2 separate regions of the Mus musculus genome follow, and region 2 is linked to region 1. A link is a contact called in public HiChIP or PLAC-seq data. All regions are on one chromosome and are shown on one strand. The core of a region is the stretch at or near the end of the contact, and the rest is flanking DNA. Distances in the headings are between cores, read along the strand shown.

What was found. HiChIP or PLAC-seq counts read pairs in DNA pulled down with a chosen protein or histone mark.
Region 2: a contact with region 1 is called in an H3K4me3 HiChIP or PLAC-seq map of the 230-238 cell line, with 4 times the contacts expected there. The contact joins the promoter of Pomgnt2 here to the promoter of Ss18l2 in region 1. A contact is called at or near these places in 1 of 39 promoter capture datasets (hippocampal neurons), 1 of 484 Hi-C or Micro-C datasets (embryonic stem cells) and 7 of 115 datasets of contacts at active chromatin or transcription factors (the 230-238 cell line, extraembryonic endoderm stem cells, large pre-B cells and 3 more).

The regions. Positions count from the first base shown.
Region 1 is chr9:121,708,411-121,711,880 of GRCm38.p6, reverse strand. Ss18l2 (SS18, nBAF chromatin remodeling complex subunit like 2) reads right to left here and starts at 1,492. Exons shown (of 3, transcript NM_026794.2): 1 at 1,410-1,492; 2 at 1,166-1,242. The coding sequence starts at 1,478.
Region 2 is chr9:121,994,768-121,998,248 of GRCm38.p6, reverse strand. It overlaps Pomgnt2 (protein O-linked mannose beta 1,4-N-acetylglucosaminyltransferase 2), which reads left to right and starts at 2,223. Exons shown (of 2, transcript NM_153540.4): 1 at 2,223-2,373. It overlaps Gm39463 (a long non-coding RNA gene), which reads right to left and starts at 2,263. Exons shown (of 2, transcript XR_871388.3): 1 at 1,803-2,263.

The sequences.
Region 1 (3,470 bases), core at 243-2,742:
TGCCCTGCCTTTATTCCATTTAAAGCACATATTCTTACATGTCTATTTTATTTCTCCACTCTGGTACTAGAGTCTAGAATGTCAGCTCCACAGAGAGTAGGAATCTCGTGTTTCCTATTCACCATACAATGCCTCCTTGTCTGTAGTACCACTGCTGGGTGTGGTGGTACATCTTAGTCCCAGCACATGGGAGGCAGAGGCAGTGGGAATTTCTGACTTCACAGTCAACCTGGACTACAGAGCAAGTACTGGGACAGCCAGGGCTACACAGGGAAACCTTTGTGCATTTGTGGGGGGTGGGGGGGATTAGAATAAAGGAGGCCCTTGTATGACCAAAGTAAGCACATGACATAGCCACTGTCAATTGCTGCCCATTCAGGAAGTCATTAGACTTGAGAAGTTCGACCTTCACAATGTGAAGAAACAGAATAAATTTGTAGGACCTTTGTATCTTTGCACAAGAGTCAGTATACCAAAAAGCATGTCTGCAGGCATTTTCTAAACATGAGAACGTGTTTAAAATGTAAAAAGGCAAACCTCAAATGCTGGAGTCAAACATAAACACCGCAAAATGGCAATTCTGCTGTTCCATTAAGATGCTTAGAGAATGGTTGTAAGTGACTTTTTAAGAGGCAAGGGGGGGGGTGTTAAAAATACTTAAGTAACGATACCGCATTGTCTATAAGAAATGGGACCTAGTTCTTGGACCAAATTTAGAAAAGGGTCTCAGATTCTGTTTCTTCCCATTCCGACATCTGGTTTAACGTAGAAATCCCTTTTTTGGTCGTATCTCCCACAGACTGACTGAGTGCTGGTTAACAAAATGGCCTGATTACTTTTGGGGGATGGAAGTGAAATCCACGAATAAAGAGACCAAGGCTCTCACGGAGCCTAGCTTTGAGACACTTTCCTCTGTCACCAGCTGACAGGGCTTTGTGTGAAACCCTGACTAACTCCAGGTTCTTACCATAAACTGTCAATATGGATTTGAGTAGTAAGTAAATAACCTTTAGAGGGCGGAGCACAGGCCATCCTCCGGCCGCAACCTGCCCAGTGCAAAGATTACAGGCATGCAGCACCACTCAAGCCAAGTAACCTCTTCCGCACCTCCCCTTTCTCGTCGGTTTGTCACCCAAGGCTGCCGCGCGTCCCCAGTGGCACTTACTGGACGCACTCGTTCGCTCGGCCCTTATTCTGATACTCCACGATACAGCGGATCAGCTGGTCATTCTCCTCCAGGAGCTGAAAGACGGGCGAGGAAGAAATGCAGGGGGCTCTCAGCTGGAGGTCCGGGGCAGGCGCCGAGCTGACCCTGCTCCCATTCCTTCCCCGGCCCACAGGCTGTCCCCACCACGGTCCGGCCCCTGCAGGAAGCTCCTGCACCAAATCTCCGGCTCTCGGTCGCTCACCCGCTGGATTGTCTCTTGATTGACCTTGGCTTTGCCGCGTAGCCAGTCAGGAGCGAAGATGACAGACATGCTGCAAAAAAAAAAAAGCTCGGGAGCCCCCGAGTCGCGCGCTGCTGACGCAAGCCTACACCGCCCCGCGTGGAGGCGGGGGTGTTAGAGACTCGACGCTGATTGGGTGCGACGCGGGGGCGTCACCTGTGATTGGACGCGCGAGCAAGCTCTTGCTTGCTCTTGCAGAGTCTATGACGCTACTCTGGGGGCGGGACTTTGCTGATGATTGATGGCCAAGAGCTGGCTGGTTTCTCAGCCTGGCTCTCCTGTCCCAAACCCTTCTAGTTCTAGTACAGTGGGAACTGAGAGGCTCCTTCCAGTCAGATCAAACCGGAAAGCACTGATATTAGCTGTTCTCTTATCCTGAAAGATACATGAGTGTGTCTAGATTCTTTCTAGGCAATAAAAAAATTTTAAAACCAGCGTATCAGGCCGGGGTCAGTGGTTAAGAGCCCCCTTGCCTGCTCTTCCAGAGGACCAGAGTTTGATTCCCAACCTCCCCATTTCGAGTGGCTCACAACCACCTGTAACTTAAGCTCCAGCAGATCTAATGCCCTCTTCGGGCCTGCACAGGCACTCAAATACATGTGGCAAACACAGGTGTAACACAGAAGTAAACATTTACTATGAAGTCGTATTGCTTATTGCCACCCTAAAAAGTACTAGCATTTTCTCCACTTTACAGAACAGAAAATAGATGCATTTTCCCGAGTCCTATTGCCAATGATGACCATCACCTTACACCTTCATTTAGAGGGAAGATCTAGAGAACTCCCTGGAGTTCTGTTTCTCTGCCCTAGAACGGGTTTGCCCACCCTCATTTAGGTGTTTAAGGCAGCAGCTTTCCCTTCATTCTAGGCATGAAGATCCAATAAGAGAAGTTGGGGTGACCTGTCTGTGTGGGGTTGGACTCAGAGATTCTTACTTCTCAAGTTCACACATCAGTCCCTCCCAGAGATTCTACAGAAGACAGGATGGGCAGAGTGGGGTCATCAAGAGCAGGGTGCACACCTTGCTTAGTACCACTCTACCCTCAGTAATTCCCATTTAGAGTGGAGGACTGATTTCGGCAGGAGGTGGTGTCAAATAGGCACAGATGTGTGTGTGGGGGAGGTGGGGAAGAAGTCTCAGCGTATAGGTGTGGATATCAGGGGGCTGGGAGGACTCAATCCTGGACTTTCTCCAGGAGGCAGTGGGAACTACGGATGGTCTTGGGCAGAAGACTGGTAATGCCTGAAAACTTTCTTGGCAGTGATAAGATGAAGGTGGAAAGGAGGTTGGGTTCGAGGAAGAGCAGTTAGAGGATGACTGCGGGTGAGCAGCCCAGAAGAGATGGATACTGTGAGAGAAATGTACACTTGAGGAAGGAGAGCTGGTCAGCCTCAGTGACTGAATGGAGAGGAAGATGCAGGAGGAACTAGGGATGGTGAGTGGGAGTTCTGGGTTTGGCATCTGAGAGATTCATGATGCCATTTATGGAATCAGGGAACATGCTGTGGGGGAGGGGGAGCTGGACCGAAGGCAACAGAAATGTAGTCTGAGGTTATCCCATGTGAAAATACTGAAGTTCATGGGTATTTGGGTCTGGAAGCATGAATGAAGTCTGGAGGGACAGAGCTGTGATAAACATCACTTGGGCAAACTGCTTCCAATCATGTGGTAGATAAGTCTGCCCAAGGAGAGTGTGGTGGTTTCCCTTATGCAGAGGAAAAGAAGTTGCAGAAGAGATAGGAGGGGAAAGAGACTAAAACCAGGGAACTGTGTGTGTGTATGTGTTGGGGGGAGGGGGTAGGACTTAAAGAAAAGAGTGACTCAGGAGTAACCAAGTGCTGAGCAGACAAGGTAAGACTAGGTCTTTGATGCCATAGAGGCAGAAGTCAGAATTGCAGGGTGCTTAGACGTGGTGGGAAGAGGCAGTGAATATTCAGTCGTTAACTGAGTTTCCCAGGAGGTTAGGCTGCAAAGAGGATAAAGAAAATGTAGGATGCTGGGTAAAGAGTTGCCAGCAAC
Region 2 (3,481 bases), core at 974-3,473, 290 kb before region 1:
ACAGATGGGAAGCAGAAGGGAGTGCCAGCACTCAGTTCAGTCACCCTCCTTTTATTACCTTGAGGCTTCTGGCCAACAGAACAGTGCCATTCACACATCGGAGTGTTCTCGATTCAGTCCTCTCTAGAAACACCCTCACAGACACACCCAGAAGCGTGCCTCACTAATCTCCCAGGTTATTCTAAATCCAGTCAAGTTGACAGTGTGATTTTCACAAAGCTGATAAAAACACACAATGGTAAGTGTCCCTTAGTAAAGGGGTTCCTGGAAGAAGGACTGAGTGGCTCAGTGGGTACAGGTGCTTGCTCAATAATTTCAACAAGTAGATGCCAGTCAATGTCAAAGCCATTTGAAAACAATAGACCAGAGAAAGCAGTTCTCCCTCCCTCTCTCCTTCCCTCCTTTCTTTCTCTTGCCTCTGAAACATCTTTATTTGGAAGTACTCCCTAATTTTGACAGGTCCTCCCCACAGGCTAACAAGTACACTGCCCCAAAGGCTTATTCTACCTGCCATGTATCAAACCTGTCAACAAAATCCCCTTTATGAAGGGAAGAGCCTTTTGGAGGTGTGATCTGCTTGGTGAGTAGCTGCAGCAGGCTGGATAGCTCTACTCTCACCCAGAGCCCCCTTGGAGATGAAGAGCCATGGACTCAGTTTTCAGGGCTCCTTACAGACAGGAGTCTCTCTGAGACACAGGCTCTGCCAAGCACGTGCACACTGTGACTCAGATGAAGGAAGAGCACTCTGTGAGATGGCTTATGCATGGGGAATGGTGTCAGAGGAAGCTGACCTCCTTATCTCCAGATAGCATGGCATAGTTCTTGGACATGGCTTGGACACTGTCATCAGAGCAGACCCTAGATGCAGAGTCTGTTCCTCCTCATCTTAATGAGCCCACATGTCACTAAATGTTCCTTCACACACATTGTTCTGCTCAAGCCAGCCAGGGTAGACACATTGCCTGAAACTAAGAACCCTCTGAGATAGGACAAAGGTTGAGGCCTGAAGGGCCAGGGGGCCAGTTATGTGGAGCTTCCACAGACTAGTGCAACCCTTGAGGCCAAGAAAGAGATTGTTGCTTTTTAAAACACCAAAAGCCAAATGGGGGGAGGTAGGAAAAGAGGAAGAATCCAGGCAGCACAGGTAGGGGCTGGGGGAAGCAGGAAGCCACAGGGCCTTCTTCATGGTACAGGCAAATGGTGCCCAATCCAGAAATGATCTGCCTTGTGGCCAGTGGCATTGTTCCGACTCTCTGTGTCAGTTCTTCAGTGCACTCTGTTTGATCTTCTCACAGGTATGTGTATGTGTGTGTGTGTGTGAGAGAGAGAGAGAGAGACAGACAGACAGACAGACAGACAGAGAGACAGACAGAGAGAGACAGAGAGACAGACAGAGAGAGACAGACAGAGAGACAGAGACTACTTTAGATGAGTTTGTAATAACAACCATGAGAGTGAAGCCCACTGAGGTCTGAGGTTCTGGGAAGGCTTTGTGGCCAACCGGGCCAGTTGGGTGGGGGTGGGGGAGGGGAGGAGTGAGGAGGGTCCCTTAATATATACCCCCACCCCCAGCCCAGTTCTCAAAAGGACAAGGTTCCACATGACATTTGGGTCATCGTGTCAGAAGTGTCACAATGTCCATTTCCCAAGTGAGAAATCCAGCCGTTTTGGTCAGATTCACCTGATGTCAAGTCCGAGCTCCAACACTGTCATCTGACACCCACTCATGATAACACCCCATCAGTTTGGTTGTAAAGCCAAATGGCAGTTCCCAGAAAAAGTATAAAAGAGACATAACATACCTGACAAGAAGCCTGGTAAGGGAGGAGCGATCCATTGGCTCAGGTTTGAGGGGAGACGATCCGAAGTTAACTGAGCACAGAAGCCTTCAGTAATGACCATGAACAGCTCTGTTCAGTCTTTGTGCTCATCTACAGTGAATACTTTAACTGCTGAGCCATCAATAGTCTCTTTATGAGTCTTAAAAGCATGTCAAGGTATGGATTATTTTTTCTCTAACAGATTACATATGAAGATTTCTGTATCTTGTATTTAAGTTTATCATCAGAACTCTCATAATTGGGTAAACAGAACACCAAGAAGAGCTTCTGGTCTTCCCAGGCTCGTGCATGCTGCTCGCTTGAAAACTACAATTCCCAGGATTCTGTGAGCCGAAGAGGTGATCCTGGCCGAGGTCCGAGAGGCGGGTCCCAAGGCCCGCGCACGCGCCCGGGTTCCGGAGTTTGAGCTCGCCAGCAGGGCAAGCACACTAGGAACACCTGCGACACCCTGTCGGCAGGTGGGCAGCGCGGGCATCTGTGGCGCAGCTGGGCCCCGGGCTCGGAGCGGACGGGGCACAGAGCCCGGCTTCAGGTGAGGCGCTAGGCCGGGCCGGGCCGGGCTTGGTGCCCGACCCTGGACTGCAGGGGAGGCCGGCGGGCTTGCCGGACCCAGGGCGGTAGACGCCGCCTGCAGCAGGCGCCGAGGTGGGAGGGGTGGGCCTGAACCGCCCGGCCCCCGATGGCGCACTGGACCGTTCGGCTGGAGCCTTCACTGCCTCTGACCGCGGGGACGCACATGCTCGTGCCTGGGAAAGAATGGTGCACATTTGGCACAGGTGGCGTGGAGCAAGGAGAGATGAGCAGTGGGGGCCTGGGCTGCGCCAGCTGCGTTTGAAGCGGTGCCTGGGTCGGCCTGTTGCTGACCTTTAGGCAGTTGGGGCTCCGTAGAGAACCACCCGGATGGACGGACAGTCGGAGTTAGGAGTTTGTCTGCTTGACAATGGCGGGGGGGTGGGGGTGGGGGCGGCTACTGACGGACGACCCTGATGGACTTGCCTATAGGAACCCGTTTTCTCATCGTTAGTGGGAATCCGGGGTAAAAGTTTGGGACCTTCCACCAGAATCACGCTGCAGGTTGTGAGCAGCCAGTATCCTCTGACCTTATGCCAACCAGCCCCGAGCCTGTTGGTGTAGATGGTTTTAGGCTTATGGGACATGTGAATATTAGCACAATTCATTTACCATGTGTGGACTGTTCCAGGCACTGGGAAAATCTTGGCTCCTTTACCGGCCATGTCCCCATAAGTAACTCATTCACTTTCTCTGGTCCCTTCCTTCATCCTCTGTAAGACAGAGTGAAAAAAGACCTTCTTTGAAGAATTGCTGTGAGGCTTCCATGAGGTAATGCTGGCAAAGCTTTCTGTCTGGGTTCTGAACACATCAAATGTTAGCATGCACGACCACCAACTCTATAGACAAGGTTGGAGTTCTGGTTCCGGGTCCTGTCTTTTCCACAGACTAGCTGCTCTCAGGCTTTTAGGATCAGCCGGCCCTTTCACATGAAGGATCCGAGTTCCAAGTGGTGACAGAGTTAGAAGAGAACTGGATACTTTATCCTCAGAGGTGAGAGCTGAGAGCCCCTGGGGGCCTTGGAAAGGGAGGGAGCTGGTGAGTGGATTCACCCTGGTGGAGCATCATCC